Regions from separate parts of the Mus musculus genome. Here region 1 is linked to region 2. The links are chromatin contacts, called in public Hi-C maps. All regions are on one chromosome and are shown on one strand. The core of a region is the stretch at or near the end of the contact, and the rest is flanking DNA. Distances in the headings are between cores, read along the strand shown.

Region 1 (3,582 bases), core at 956-3,455, 48 kb after region 2:
GTCTCCAGAAACTAACCTACAAAAGGCCAGCCAGGGCCTGCTCCTCTGCTGTCTCTCACCTGTTCTTATTAAGCCGGGTGCCACATTTCTAGCTGCCCTATCAGAAGGCCTACATAGTAAAGAGCTAGCGGTGTTCTCTAGCCAATAGCCCGTGAAGGACTAAGGCCCAGGCCAACATCCCACTGGAAGCTTCACCGTTCTCATTATTACATGTATTTGATGTACATGGTAATCGGTGCTTTCCAGTCCAGCCCTAAGATGACTGTAGCCTTGGACTCCAAAGCAAAGAGTCCAGTTAAACTGGTCCTGACTTCCTGACTCCCAGCACTCTGAAATGTAAAATGTCTTTCCTTTTCATTTGAAGGGTGGCTTAACTCAGTACACAGCAGTATTTAATACACTAACCAATAAACGGATGCCTGGCCAAGCATGGCTCCCAGGGATGTAGAAGGAATTATATACCCTAACTAGACCATATAAAAAACACACAATCTAGCTATTTTATTATAAGTTCTGAGCCTAGATTGGGCAGATTTTGAACTATTCTAACTTACATCCCAGTTATAAGGCCCTTGTTACTGGCTGTTTCTTCTAGCCATGTGCTCATGGTCCGTCTCCTCTCATGGCGGCTTTCTTGGTCTCCTTTCTTCTTCTCCCTCTTTACCGTGACCCCTAGCCAAGTAACTAAAACCCCATCCACCTCAATCCTAGGCTTTTTAGTGACTAGTTAACTTGGGGAGTGAGCTTACATAGCACGGTGCATAACAAGGTTACACATCAAGTAACTACTTGGTGTACATGAGGATCTTCTCATGGGGGGCAGGCAACTGGATCTTGGGGCCCAGTATTTAGCATCTGAATACATAGTAGCACGAGACCAACCCCAACACATGGGCCCATTCATATTGTAACTTCAGGGGCCTATGCAGCAGCTCTGAAGTAGCATATATATGTTCATCCAGACAGCAGCTAGGCAATTGGGCACCATGGCAATGGGTCCAGGAGTTGGCAGGCAATGTTGAATTAATCTTTAGGGTTGAATTCTCCCACACCAGCACCCTAATAGACCTACTAGATTTTGCTGAGGAATGGGTTTTAAGTAGATAGTGTTGAGCAAGGCTGTCCCTAAACTTCGATAGGAACTGAGGCCACAAATGGAAGCCTGTAAATTACAGGCTGGCTGGGCAGTGGTGGAGCACACCTTTAATCCCAGCACTTGGGAGGCAGAGGCAGGCGGATTTCTGATTTTGAAGCCAGCCTGGTCTACAGAGTGAGTTCCAGGACAGCCAGGGCTACACAGAGAAACCCTGTCTCAAAAACCAAAACCAAACCAAAACAAAACAAAACAAAAAAGTTACAGGCTGGGTAGGTGGCTCAGTTGGTAAAGCACCTACCATGCAAGCATGAGAGGACCAGAGTTTCAATCCCCAGCACCCACTTAAAAAGCCAGGCACAGTGGGATGTGGCTGGAATCCTAGGGCTGGGGAGACAGACGTAGGAGGATCCCTGGGACTAGCTGGCCAATCAGCCTAGCCAGAGAGCTCCATGTTCAGTTGAGTGACCTTGTTTAAAAATATAATGTGGAAGGCATGTGGTGTTATCTTCTGTTCCTGCAACACACAAATACCCATGCAACACATCATGGACACAGGGGGGGGGGGAGGGAGGGGGAGGGGGAAAGGGAGAGGAAGAGGGGAAGGGAGATGCCTAGCTATACATTCAACAGGTCTGATGTGGTTTCGAGTTCATCCATCTAAAACACAGGTATAGTTGGTCTCAATGCAAACGTACACTCATTCCCTATAGAATTACGTATTCATCTCTGAGCACTAAAAATATAGGTACCTTAAATAAGAGACAGATTCATGCCAACCCAATGTTTCCATAGGCTGCTACTCTGTTGTTCATAACATACAGAAACAGACTCTATGGCAGAAGGGCTATGTTACCTTTCTAGAAAAAAAGAAAAACCCACAGTATGAAACTATCATTCTGCTTAGCATCCAGGTATTCAACATACAATGAATGAAAACATATTCAAGCTTAGATTAAAACTCTAAGGTCTCTTTGTTCGGGATGTGTGACATATGGGCAAATGTGTAAGTTTTCACTGACTGTAATATTCATGGAATATCTGACTAATGTCTTTCTCCTCCATGGCGTTCTCCCAGGCACTGAGTCTATTTTCTATTCCAGGACCAAGCACAACGGCAGGAGCCTAACGCCTCTATAAATACACACTCAAATTGAATGCCCCTAAATGTAGGCACAGTGCCCCACTCTGAAAGCTTGGTAGCTTAATGAATCCTTCATTTTTTTTCCCACAGGAGGAACTTATTAAAATGAGCAGTGGATGAAGAATTGGAGCTCATAAACTCCCCCCTGGTTCCTGTGCTAACTCTGTGGCCTTGGGCAAGTCACTAACCTCTCTGGGCTTCCTTAGTTTTCTCTCTTTAACATCATTTACTTCTATTGCTCTGCCCACTTCATACAGTTGCTCTTGAGGTCACAAATGCTATGAATGAGTCATTTGTATTATGTGGATGACATCATCTTCAGCCCCAGTAGGACACAGGCCTGTGTGTTCAGGGATTTTAGACTGTCTTGACTGACAGTTCCATGTTCCTCTATATGTTGGCAACTCAATAGCAACTGAATAAACTAACTGTATTCAAGGATTGCCATGGAGTCCAGTATCAAAGCAACTCACACCATGACCTTGAGGTGACCACCCCAAAAGGCCAGAGGCAGGCAAATCCATACCTCTGGTAGACCTTTCAAAACATGACCTTTCTAGAACCTCCCACAATAATCATTTCTATCACCTCCACTTTTGATGCAGACATGGAACCATTGCCTTGCAGTTGAGGCACACCCAAAGGATGCCTATGAGGAAGATGAAAATATTATTAAAATAATTTTCTTTCCATCCTTCCTGCTTCTCAATGTGGGGAGCCGCCCTCACATTCGCTGTTGCAAGATGGCGCTGACATCCTGTGTTCTAAGTGGTAAACATAATCTGCACACGTGCAGGGGCAGTTTTCCCGCCATGTGTTCTGCCTTTCTCGTGATGACAACTGGGCCGATGGGCTGCAGCCAATCAGGGAGTAATACGTCCTAGGCGGAGGATAATTCTCCTTAAAAGGGACGGGGTTTTGCCATTCTTTTTCTCTCTCTTCTCTTGCTTTCTTGTTCTTGTTCTTTCTCTTGCTCTGGCTCTTGCTTCTCTCTCTTGCACTCTTGCTCTCTTGCTCTCTTGCTCCTAAAGATGTAAGCAATAAAGCTTTTGCCGCAGAAGATTCTGGTTTGCTGCGTCTTTCCTGGCCGGTCTCGTGAACGCGTGTAAGAGTTGGTGCTGAGACCCGGGACGAGAAGACCTGGGACGAGAAAACCCGGACGGAAACTACCATCACACCGGCGCAAGGAAGATCCCTCATTCCGGAACCAGAACTGCGGGTCATGGTAATGAAGTGTTCCCGTAAAACAGACTGTTGAGAAGGATTCAACTGCGTGGATTCAGAACTCTTCAGCTGGGGAACGGTGGTAATGAAGTGTTCCCGCAAAACAGACTGTTGAGAAGGA
Region 2 (3,303 bases), core at 736-3,235:
GCATGCGCAACACATATGGTACATTGGCCCGAAAAACACATTTTAAAATGCTTAAAAGTTAACTTAACAATTTAAGCTCTTTATACCCAGTCTCTGAGAATTGTCCCCTAAAGGCCAATCTTATTTTCTATTGTCAGGAGAATATCTGGATTAATTTGGTTCGTTTACTAGCTTGAAATTCTTTTCACCCGCTCTGGTCTCCACCCTCACCCACCCACCCACCAGCTCATTCTTTATCTTAAAGGGGATAAAGAGGGCCATATATCTCAAGATGTAATTTTAAGCTTTATGCTGCCTATTTGAATTAAAACTGATGCAACTCCTGATACCAGCCTAATAATCAATTCTCCATTCTCATTACTTTACAGAAATATATGGACGCAGACCAATTTCCTAAGTTTGTGGACCACTCTCAGAGCTTATTACCCGGCAGTGCAGCTGAGTGGAAAGATAACCACATCCATTCGCCTTATCTGTAATGATGCAATGCACCCCAGCCCTGGGTCTAGATGATTGGGGAATAATGGGATTGTAGGACTGCAGGGATGACAAACAAAGCTGCTGGTATCTCGCCAATACACTGAACCCTATGACTCCCGAGCAAGGTGGAGGCTCCGAAAACAGACGCTGCCCGCCGGATTCTGCCCCTTGGAAGAAGTTAGCATCTTTTGGCCAGGGAAGCATCTGCTCTCGCACTGAGACAGCAATACCAACAACTGCGAGAAGAGCCATGCAAACACACTGTTTCCGAGCCCCAGCCAGGACAGTGCGAGTGAGTATCCTGCTTTTCTTTGTGTTTGGAATCAAGTGTCATCTAAAAATAACCGGTTGGTAGGGAGAAGTCACTGCACAGTACAATGCCAAGAACGGGAGATCAGAGACTACTCTGATAACTGATGCAGCTCTGGGCTCACGTTTGTTTGGAAAAACTAAATCTGCCTCCATTTTCTGTGCTAGAAAAATCATCGCTGTCTGTCACCACAGAAACCTTACCTTTTGCAGAAGCTGGGAGCCCGAGTACTTGGCAGCGATGGATTTTATCTCCCCACCAAAAGCGGAGGCCCACAGCTTCACTCTATGGGGAGAAAAGAGCAGAGGGAAGAAATGTAATACCAGTGTCACCGTCACACACGCGCACACACCGGGCTGTGGCTGAAAGAGCAGGGCGATAGAACATTAAAGGAAAAAGGAAAGAAAGATTAAAAAAAAAAAAAAAAAAAAAAACTCTCTCTTACAAACTACCCGCACCAAGATGTAGAGCGCAGCGCGGGATGGGGTCCGGGGTCACCGGAGTTCAGAAGGTGTAAAGCCTGGCTCTCTAAGAAGACCACGGGCTTTCATAGAAACAATTGCCTGGTTACTTAAACACCTAAAATGAGCATCACCTGGCAAATACTACTCTGAAGAAATCCACCCATCCCCACCCCCACCCCACTTCCCGGAAAAGTAGGATGGCAAGGTAGCAGAAAAGGGGACCATTAAACAGCCCGTGGAAGTTGCAGTCTGTAAACAGGCTCTAAACTTGGCGCTGTCACTTGAGGTGAACCTCTCCAGGTCTTACTCCCCAGCCCCAGGGAAAGGGCGAGAAGGTTCCACCCTAGTCTCCCGCCACTGGGTGCTGATGCTGAGAGGCAGGTGCAAGAGGCGAGGCCCGCACCCGCCGTGGGTCCTGCCCAGCCGCACCTGCAGGCGCCCAAACTTGGGCGCCCCGGGTCTCTCTCGGGCGCTAGCCGCCCCTCCCGGGGAGTCCCAACACCAGGCACTTACACGGAGAGCGGGATCTGCTGCTCGGAGCGCACCACGTCCCCCAGAGCGGCGTAGAGAAGCGCGGTGGCTAGGAGCGCCGAGGCCCCCCGGGACGCGCAGCACAGCGAGCCCGGCCCGGCCATCCTGGCGGCGGCGGCGGCGGCGGCGACTGGAGCGGCCGCGGAGAGCTGCGCCGGGCGGGCGGTGGGCGAGCGCGCTGGGCTGCCTGCTCCGCCGCGCGCCGCCCCTCCTGCCTCTCGCGCGCCCGGCTCACTTGGGGAGCAGGGGGGGGGGGGAAGCAGCGGGGTACGGGGGGAGGGGAGGGGAGGGCGGAGAGGAGGCGGGAGGGAGCACTGGGGAGTAGGCAGGCGCGGGAGGAGGGAGCGAGACGCGCCTCTTGCCGCGGCAGCTGCCCAGCCCCGCCTCGGCGGCCCCGGGGAGTCCGGCGAGCCGCGGCGGGAGGGCGGGAGGCGCCTCGCGGGCGGAGACTCGCAAACTCAAGTGTCCTTGGCCGCCACGGCTCGTGCCTCGCCCGGTCCGGCCCACTGCGGCCGCTGAGTTCTTTACAACTCCGCAGTCCGCCGCCACGGGCGCGACTCTCGGGTGGCCCCGGGCGGTCCCCAGGCCCTGGCGACCGGAGCGGAATGGGGGTGGGCGGCTCGGGAGCGAGGCCGAGGACCCCGATGCTCCACACTTTGCCAGTAGTTGATCTGGTCAGGAGCCCCGGGGACTGGTCAGGGGCGTTGTGGTGGGGGGCTGCGGAGCCTAGAGGTGGTGCGACCCCCTCCCGATTCCCCTCACGGTTCCTTGGGAAGAGGCAGAAGTCTGGAAGAAGCCAGCGGGCGGCGGCAGCGGCAGTGGACCGGCTCGTATAGCGGCAGAACGGGCTGGGGATGGGACAAGGGGGTCGGGTTCTAGGGAGTGCACCGCGGCGTGGCCGCCCATCGCTGCTCCACCGCCGCGGCGACTGGAGGAAAGCGCGGAGGGTGGCGCTGCAGTCGCGGCGCGGGCACCCGGCGGCCGCACAGCTACCGCTGGCGTTCCGGACCACGGGCCGGGGTGCTTTCAAGCCTACTGAAGCTCGGGGTCCGGGGTCCGCACTGCTACACGGTGCACCCAGGGACCAGGATGCCCGGGCGGGAAAGGAAGCAAACGCAGCGGAAAGTCCAACCTGACCGGCAGACACCCTTAATTCTGCGGGGGGAGGAGGGGGGTTCAGATTGCTCCGAGCACGGAGGTTCCGCACACCAGCCCCCGCCCGGGAAGAGGCAGCTGAGCGCGGGCGAGGCTTCTGAATACCCACAGGGAAAGCCCCAGGATGTCTCTTTTGCCGCGGCCCCACCCTTAGAAAAACCTTGTCCCCCATCCTCGTTCAAGCTCTAGGGTGTGACTAGGAACTTTGTGGAGCCCTCGCGCGGGCTGACGGTAAAGACCCGAGTGAGGCTGAGTCATCCTCGCCTGGCGGAGCAAACTCGGGCGACCTGGGGCAGCCGTGCGCTCCTGACCTCGCCTAGTCTCCGAACGCGCCCCCGCCGCCTCGGTTCTCCTTATGTGCAT

Evidence for each region. A called contact is a pair of places that touch in the nucleus more often than the background predicts.
Region 1: a contact with region 2 is called in a Hi-C map of cortical neurons, with 3 times the contacts expected there. The contact joins the enhancer-like site here to the promoter of Cacna2d3 in region 2. A contact is called at or near these places in 6 of 39 promoter capture datasets (the 3T3-L1 cell line, 3T3-L1-derived adipocytes, maxillary cranial neural crest and 3 more), 3 of 484 Hi-C or Micro-C datasets (cerebral cortex and cortical neurons), 2 of 115 datasets of contacts at active chromatin or transcription factors (embryonic stem cells and neural progenitor cells) and 1 of 9 other capture datasets (liver).

The regions. Positions count from the first base shown.
Region 1 is chr14:29,767,491-29,771,072 of GRCm38.p6, forward strand. No RefSeq gene overlaps it. Among named protein-coding and RNA genes, the nearest start is that of Gm35281, 28 kb to the right of the region's middle. Within about 2 kb of position 2,206, at least 5 of the 459 cell types and tissues checked have an H3K27ac peak or open chromatin away from gene starts, as enhancers often do. A contact at or near this core is called in cortical neurons, where this site is marked.
Region 2 is chr14:29,719,879-29,723,181 of GRCm38.p6, forward strand. It overlaps Cacna2d3 (calcium channel, voltage-dependent, alpha2/delta subunit 3), which reads right to left and starts at 1,986. Exons shown (of 38, transcript NM_009785.1): 1 at 1,768-1,986; 2 at 994-1,075. The coding sequence starts at 1,889.